2 separate regions of the Sus scrofa genome follow, and region 2 is linked to region 1. A link is a contact called in public promoter capture Hi-C data. All regions are on one chromosome and are shown on one strand. The core of a region is the stretch at or near the end of the contact, and the rest is flanking DNA. Distances in the headings are between cores, read along the strand shown.

Evidence for each region. Promoter capture Hi-C pulls out the DNA fragments that hold promoters and counts their contacts.
Region 2: a promoter capture Hi-C map of liver shows a contact between it and region 1, with 4 times the contacts expected there. The contact joins the promoter of PPA2 here to the promoter of GSTCD in region 1. A contact is called at or near these places in 2 of 5 promoter capture datasets (fetal liver and liver) and 2 of 2 datasets of contacts at active chromatin or transcription factors (alveolar macrophages and skeletal muscle).

Annotation. Positions count from the first base shown.
Region 1 is chr8:116,030,084-116,033,811 of Sscrofa11.1, reverse strand. It overlaps GSTCD (glutathione S-transferase C-terminal domain-containing protein), which reads left to right and starts at 1,936. Exons shown (of 12, transcript XM_021101711.1): 1 at 1,936-2,182. The coding sequence starts at 1,981. INTS12 (integrator complex subunit 12) reads right to left here and starts at 1,948. Exons shown (of 7, transcript XM_021101712.1): 1 at 1,810-1,948.
Region 2 is chr8:116,248,008-116,251,627 of Sscrofa11.1, reverse strand. It overlaps PPA2 (inorganic pyrophosphatase 2, mitochondrial), which reads right to left and starts at 2,097. Exons shown (of 12, transcript XM_021101713.1): 1 at 1,852-2,097. The coding sequence starts at 2,032.

The DNA of each region.
Region 1 (3,728 bases), core at 687-3,186:
TGTCTGGAGAGCTTTTTTACCCATTTTCATATTTCCATATCCTATCAAGACCCATGAGGGTACTGATGAGGACCCTACTCACCCAATAATACTAATAATCTTGCTGAATTCCCGTCGTGGCGCAGTGGAAACGAATTTGAACTGGAACCATGAGGTTGCGGGTTCAATCCCTGACCTCGCTCAGTGGGTTAAGGATCATGCGTTGCTGTGAGCTGTGGTATAGGTCGCAGACGCAGCTTGGATCTGGCGTTGCTGTGGCTGTGGTGGAGGCCTGCAGCTACAGCTCCGACTGGACCCCTAGTCTGGGAACCTCCATAAGCTGCTGGTGCGGACCTAAAAGGACAAAAGACAAAAATAAATAAATAAATAAATAAATAAATAATAATAATAATAATCTTGCCCTCCCCTGGGAAATCTTGGAGTGCATTCTCAAGGTACTGGAACTTTCTACCTTGAACCACAGTCTTTTTTTTTCTGTTTTCTTTTTTTTGCACATTTGTTATATTCTCTATAAATCTCTGACTACTTTAAGGGGAAAGGCTATCTTTTTACCATCACGTTTGTATTTTGTAAAGTACCAAAAAATAATGGCCAAAGAATTATTAGAGATCAAAGGATAATAGTTTTTTTCCTTCTACACAATTCTAATCATTTCCAAAGTCCCTCTGCAATAAGCAACAAAAAAGAAACTCAAAGCTATTACCACCCTCCAGACTCCTCCCACCCCCAATCCCACCTCAAGCCCTCAAATATCAAAAAAGCAAAAACAATACAAAGCAGAAAACACCTTTTTCATGACATGGGATTTGTACAATGTTCCTATCTGCATTACTCTCTACCCAATCCTCCATGTGATTTAAATTCATTAACCCCACTAGACTGTAAACTCCATGCAAGAAGGGAATTCTTTTATTCAGAACTGTTACATACCTAGTGCTTGGAATTTAACATATTCTCAAAAATATTTGTTGAGTGAATGCACTAGGGTTTTTTTAAATGTCACTTTCTAGGGCTTCTGTGATTTCTCCAACCTAAATTGGGTATTCATATATAAATATATGCTTTCCTCTAGATCCCATTATCTATCTTACAAGCTAACATTAAAAGAAGTCCAAAGTTGGAGTTTCACGTGCACGAGATGAAGGAAGCTGAACCTATTCAGGCAGAGTGCAATATTGGGGTTGCCACCTCAATAACGGCTCTAGAAAGCTTTGCCCTTTGCAAACTCATGCAACTCATCCTAATAAATACCCTTTTAAAGATACTGCCCTTTTTATTCCTCCTGGATCTTGGCCCTGGATTACACTGATGACCTTAGGCACACATCCGGAAACGACAACAGGCGGAAAGAACCTAATTCCAAACCAACCAACCGACAGAAAATCTGAAAAACGACACTCAGAAAAGGAATATCAATCTTCTGATCAAAGGCAAGACCCACCGAAGGCCTAACATCGGGAAGGGTCTTGACAAGTGAGCCCAATGAAGATGAGAGGAGGCAGAGGGAGCTGCACAGAGAAGTCGCCAAAACCTTCCGAGGAAGGTCCGAGACAGGGTTCCAAGGTCCCAATCCCTGGGGCTGTAACCTCGGTCCGCTGACCCCAGCCTGCAAAACCTTCGGGGGAAGCACGACCCCAACTGTAAGGGGAGAATGGTCAGACTGGGCATTCGACCGCCTGCAAATTATGAGTTTCCTCACAAGAGGCGAGGAAACTAAGACCGCACAGTACTACCGTCCCACTTCACCCCTCGCGGAGGTCTCAAGCCTCCCAGAGGCGGCTGGGAACCGAGGGGCTCGTCGCAACTCACCGCTCCGCCCCGCTGCTCCGTCCGTTCCCGGTGGCCTGACGAACAGGTCCCAGCACTAGCCCGCCGGGAGAGCGGAAAAACAAAAGTTCCCGCAGCAGGGTCGACTGGGGAACGTTTTCACTGTGCGACGGGAGGAAGTGACGTAACCACCTTCTTCCGGTGCGCCGGATTATGAATGACGGCAGGTGCTGCTGTTTCCCCGGCGCTGCTTCTGTTGTTTTTTTCCCTGCCGCGTGGAGCTGCGAGCGGTCTGCAGGCGAAGACTTCCTAAAGCGACCTCGGGAAACCCGGCTCGGGCGGGGCGGGAATGCGCTGGCGGCCAGTGTTGACACGTTCACGCACCCTCCCTGCCTGGCCGCGCCTCTGCGACCAGGTAAGGAGGGCGCTCGCGCCGCCGGCTCCTCAGTCCTCAAGACCCTGCAAAGACTCCTCTTTCATCCAGGGACCGGCAGGGTTGACGATGCGAAGAAGGGCGGGAAGAGTGGAGGGGTCCGGGCCCCTTCGCAATTTTTCCAGGGCCAGTCCCCATGGCTTCATTTACTGAAGGGGAAAGGAGCAGCTTCCAGTTGCAGCAGTCTGTTCGGTCGTTCGCCATTTGCTGCTAAGTGTAGTTAAGACCTCTTGGGTCACTCTTTTAACTTTTATCTTTTTTTCTACTGAGTTTTCTATTCCAGCCCTTCCTCATTGGAGAAAGCAGTAGTATGTGAATACTACCTAACAGTTGCTCCAAAGAACCCCCTACATTTTGGGCGATTTGTTTCTGCACTACCATCAAAGTAGCGTTTCACTTTGGTTTAAACTCCTATAGAAAGTTTGGGTTTAACTTGCATGAAAATTGCTTTTACTTCAGAAACGTTTACTAATACACGTACTTCCCACACCAATTCTACTTGGTTTGGGATTAGGTGACTGTTTGTTTGTTTCGGCTTTTTAGGGACACACCCTTGGCATATGGTAATTCCCAGACTAGGGGTCCAATGGAAGCTACAGCTGCCGACCTACACCACAGCCCTAGCAATGGGATCCTTAACCCACTGAGGCCAGGGATCAGACTAGTGTCCTCATGCACACTAGTCGGATTCGTTACTGCTGAGCCACATCGGGAACTCCTTTTCCCCTTATTCCCCCCCTTTTTTTTTTTTTTTTTTTTTTTTTTTTGCTTTTTAGGGCCACAGTCTAGGCATATGGAAGTTCCTAGGCTAGGGGTGGAATCTGAGCTATAGCCACCAGCCTAATCCACAACAACTCAGGATCCGAGCAAAGTCTGTGACCTACACCACCACTCAGGGCAAGGTGGGATCTGCGACCCACTGATTGAATCCATATCCTATGGATACTAGTCAGATTCATTTACACTGCGCGGCAATGGGAACTCCGCCGATACTCTTAAGGTCATGATCTCTTAATGCCGGGAGCCCATTCCTTGTCATAAGTTCTTGCCAACATTTAATAATAGATCTTGTGCTAAATTATTTAAGAAAGGTAGAGTATGTTTACATTTTTCTAAGCTTATCTAGGAACAGTGTTTAAAGGAGAAAAATGCAAAAGCTGGCAAGACTAGTGGTGTGACAATATAAACATTAACCATGGCCATTTAAATATTATGAAAATAAATTCTTTGCTATAAATTCAATTGATTGATTTGCTGTTGTATTTAATAAATCCAACATTAAGCTCTGGGACTTTTTTTAACTACCTGGTGGAGAATATACTCTACTGAGATGATTGCCTTAAGCATACTCATTATTTGAAATTGTTTGAAGGCATTGTTTTAAGAGGCCTAACTTCCAAAATAAATCTGCGAGAAAGTCAGTGAGATTTGAAAAGAAATTTTTTTTTTACACTTCTCTTACCTGTTTGCTTTAAACAAAATTCGAACTTAAACTTTTTATATAGTAGTGGGTTCATCAAGTGTTTTG
Region 2 (3,620 bases), core at 848-3,347, 220 kb before region 1:
CCTTGAGGGTCACTGGTAGGTCAACTGCTTTATTTTACAGTTAAAAGAACTGGCCATGTAAGAATTGAAGCAATCACCTGCCCAACCGCACAGTGAGAGTTACTGCAGAGCCAGAATTAAGGCCTAGGGCTCCCCATTCCAAAGCCAGTGCTCCAGGAGCCTTTAGACTGCTTTTTTCTCAGCCAACATTCAAATAAGTATTTTTCAGTGCTTTTGTATTTTCCTTAATTAATTATATTGCTACTATGAATCTCTTGAGCTCAGGGCCCATAATTAAAATCTCCTCAGTGCCACATCTAACAGCATCTAGCCCACTTCATAAATATTTCTTTTTTTTTGGTCTATCATTTATCACTGTATGTGCCGCAAATATAGAATACTTTCACCGTCTTATGAGTTAGACAGCTTTTATCTACTTAAAAAACCTGTCATTTTTAAAACACTTTCTATGGAAAGCCATTCCTCAAATTGTCCTTTTGGAACAATCCTTTTAGAAATTTGGGTCTTCTTGTTAATGGTTCTTCTCCACCTGATCAGTCTTGACCTAATAAGGATCGAAGAATATATGCAGCCAATTTTAAAGAAAATTGGGATTTTTACCATCAGCTGCATTATAACCACAAAACTACCCCAGATTCAGTTTTCTCTCCTATAAAACACTCAAGTAGCATATGCGTAAACATTTTACAAATTATAGGTATCAATAATGACCACAAGTATTATTAATAATAGTCATTTATATGCTAGGCCCTGTGACTAATCACTTTGTATATACTGTCTTGTAGTTCTCACAGCACTATTTTACAGATGAGGAAAAACTAAGGTTTCGCAAGATAAGGAAGCTCCTCCAAGGTCACAGAGCTAAGACTCCAGGACTCGGAGCTGAGATCTGAAAATCTCCACAGCTGGTGTCCCTAAAAAGTGGGCGATAAGGCAAGGCCGACTTCACAGAAAAAAGGTACCACTCCCTTCAGGGCTCTGAAATCAGAAGAGCATGAAGGCAATTAACCAACCCCCCTATTTCACGTCATGGCTAACCTTCACAGTGAAATATCAGGGTTATCATGGCTAACCTTCACAGTGAAATGAGAATAACGGACACCACGGTCATTTCCTATCTTAAGTCAGCCAGGTCAGTGCCCCAATTCGCTTTGCCCTCTGGGGCTGGCTCAATTTGGGGAAAAGGAGGGGCTACTGCAGAACCAAAGAGGTTCCTCCGGACTGTGGACCACATTCAAGGTGCAAACCTGGAATATCAATTCACTTTGCTGGGAGATCCTTCCTCAAGTCCCCGCCCCCCAGTGCCGAAACACAGCCGCTGGACCAGGCGTCTCCGAAGTTCCGCCAGCCTCTCCAATCGTTGGCGGCCCTTCCCAGCAGACGCTTTGTCACGCCCCCCAGGAGGGCGGGCTGGCGGGCGGACTGTGCCCCTCCGCGTTCACAACGAGGTTACGCGAAACCAGCACGGCGGCGGGAGCTGGGCAAACGGTCACCGGCGGCCGAAGGGTGACGGCGCGCTCCCACGCGCTCCGCCCCCGGCATGCGGAGGGCGGCTGGCTGCTTCTAAGACAACCTGGCGTGACCCCGCCTCCCGCTCTGCGCCTCTGCGCTCCGCGTTCGGGGACTTAGTCCGCCGCCCCAGTGTTGGCAGCTCAGCGCTGGCCAATCGCCGGAGGCTCGGCGCACCGCCCCCCCCCCCCACGCCCCAAGCGGGAAGGTTGCTTGGACCGCGCGGCCACTGCAGCGGGCCCGAAAGAAGGAGGAGATGGGGACCGCGCGGGGGGTACGGGGCACAGGTCCCATCGCGGGCCTCAGGCGCGCCGCGAGGTGGGGTTCCCGGGAACTACTTACTGAAAAAGAGACGGTAATCGGGCGAATGGGGCTGGCCGCGCTCTTCCGTGCGGTACAGAGCCATGGCGCGGCGCGGCCCGGGCCCTGCGCTAGCTCCCAGCGGCAGACGCGCGGCTGCGACAGCAGGGGCGCCGGCGCGCCGGATCCCACTTGTGCGCAGCAGCTGCAGCAGAGCACGCATGGCGTCGACCGCGGTCCAGCTTCGCGCGGGTGGTGCCGGGGACTGGCCCGGCCGCGCGCCGGCGCCTCCTACCGCCCGGAGTCTCCACTCCCGGCCGGGGGTTTATAACCCCGCCCCCGCCAGGCCGGGCCCTGGAGACTGATTATCGAAATTAGAGCGCCGAGCAAATTGCCGATAATGCACATTGTACCCGCAGCGAGGCCAGGGTTCAGAAGTGAACAGGAAAACGTCCACCACCCCTGAGGAGCTTACTGTTCTTTAATGCATATATGCCTACACTCCTTTCTCATCCAGTCGATATTTACTATCATTTTTTATTATAATTATAATATTGAGTGATTACTCTCTCCTAAGCATTGTTCTAGATCCTCTTCAATGTAGGACGCAAGCATGTGCACGCACAAAAATATCTGTAGGAGACGTAATGATAAGGCCTCCTTGCGAAGACTTGACCTTGACACTGATTTAAGTGGGCGGGCGGGGAACGTGTAACTTCCTCAGATGCCTTCTCCTCCATGAAGCCCTTTTGCATTTAACCCAAGTAGAGGTGATTTATATTTTCTTTTTCTTACATTTTCATTTATACAATGGCACTTCGTACTGTGCCTATGTGTTTTGTGAACTTAATCGCATTCCCTACTTCACCCTGCCGCTCCCTGGATTGTACAGATTACCAAATACTTGAGATTTGGGATTTAGGGAGTCCCATGGTGGCCTAGTGGGTTAAGGATCCATTGTCACTGCTGTGGTACGGCTTCATTCTGGCCTGGAAACTTCTGCTTCTCACGGGGGACGGCCAACCCCCCCCAAAAAAAAAATAAGAAAAATTTTAAAAGATTTGAGATTAAGTATTTTTGAAGGATGGAGCATCCATCATGCCTTCCTAGATAATGGCTCCTTTATTGTTGAGTCAAATTGTTCCTGGAACCCTTTTTCTACCAAATCGTTCTCATGTGAACTTCTGGTTATTGGCTTTCCAGAAAAAAATATGGGAACATTGTCCACAGGCACAGTCTTCATGTCTTCAGTCTTCTTTCAGTTTTTGTTTTTGTTTTTTTTTCTCATCTCAGTCCAAATGGCTTCCCCCTTGTCAAGGTTATGGGTGACTTTGTGGTCAAACATTAAGGTCAATTCTTGTAATAAATCAGAGTGGGAGAATCCAGAAGACAGCAGTAAATAAGATATTTAAAAGTAGAAATTAAAACTTTTAAAGAAAATTAAATATTTTGGTTATTCAGTCTATGACAACAAAAACAGGAAGAGCAGTAATTTTATGTTCTACAGCTGAAATTTATGTAATGTACATCAATGATACCTCAATAAATTTGTAATTAAAGATGAACTAAAAATAAATAGTAATTTTACAAAAGGAGGCAAAAAGTGCACTTATGATTTTTGCAAAAACTAAGTGAAATAGTTTTAATTAAAAGAAGTCATTTTAGAAATAATAATCTTGGGAGTTCCCCTCCTGGTGCAGTGGTTAATGAATCTGACTAGGAACCATGAGGTTGTGGGTTCGATCCCTGGCCTTGTTCAGTGGGTTAAGGATCCAGCGTTGCCATGAGCTGTGGTGTAGGTCGCAGACGCT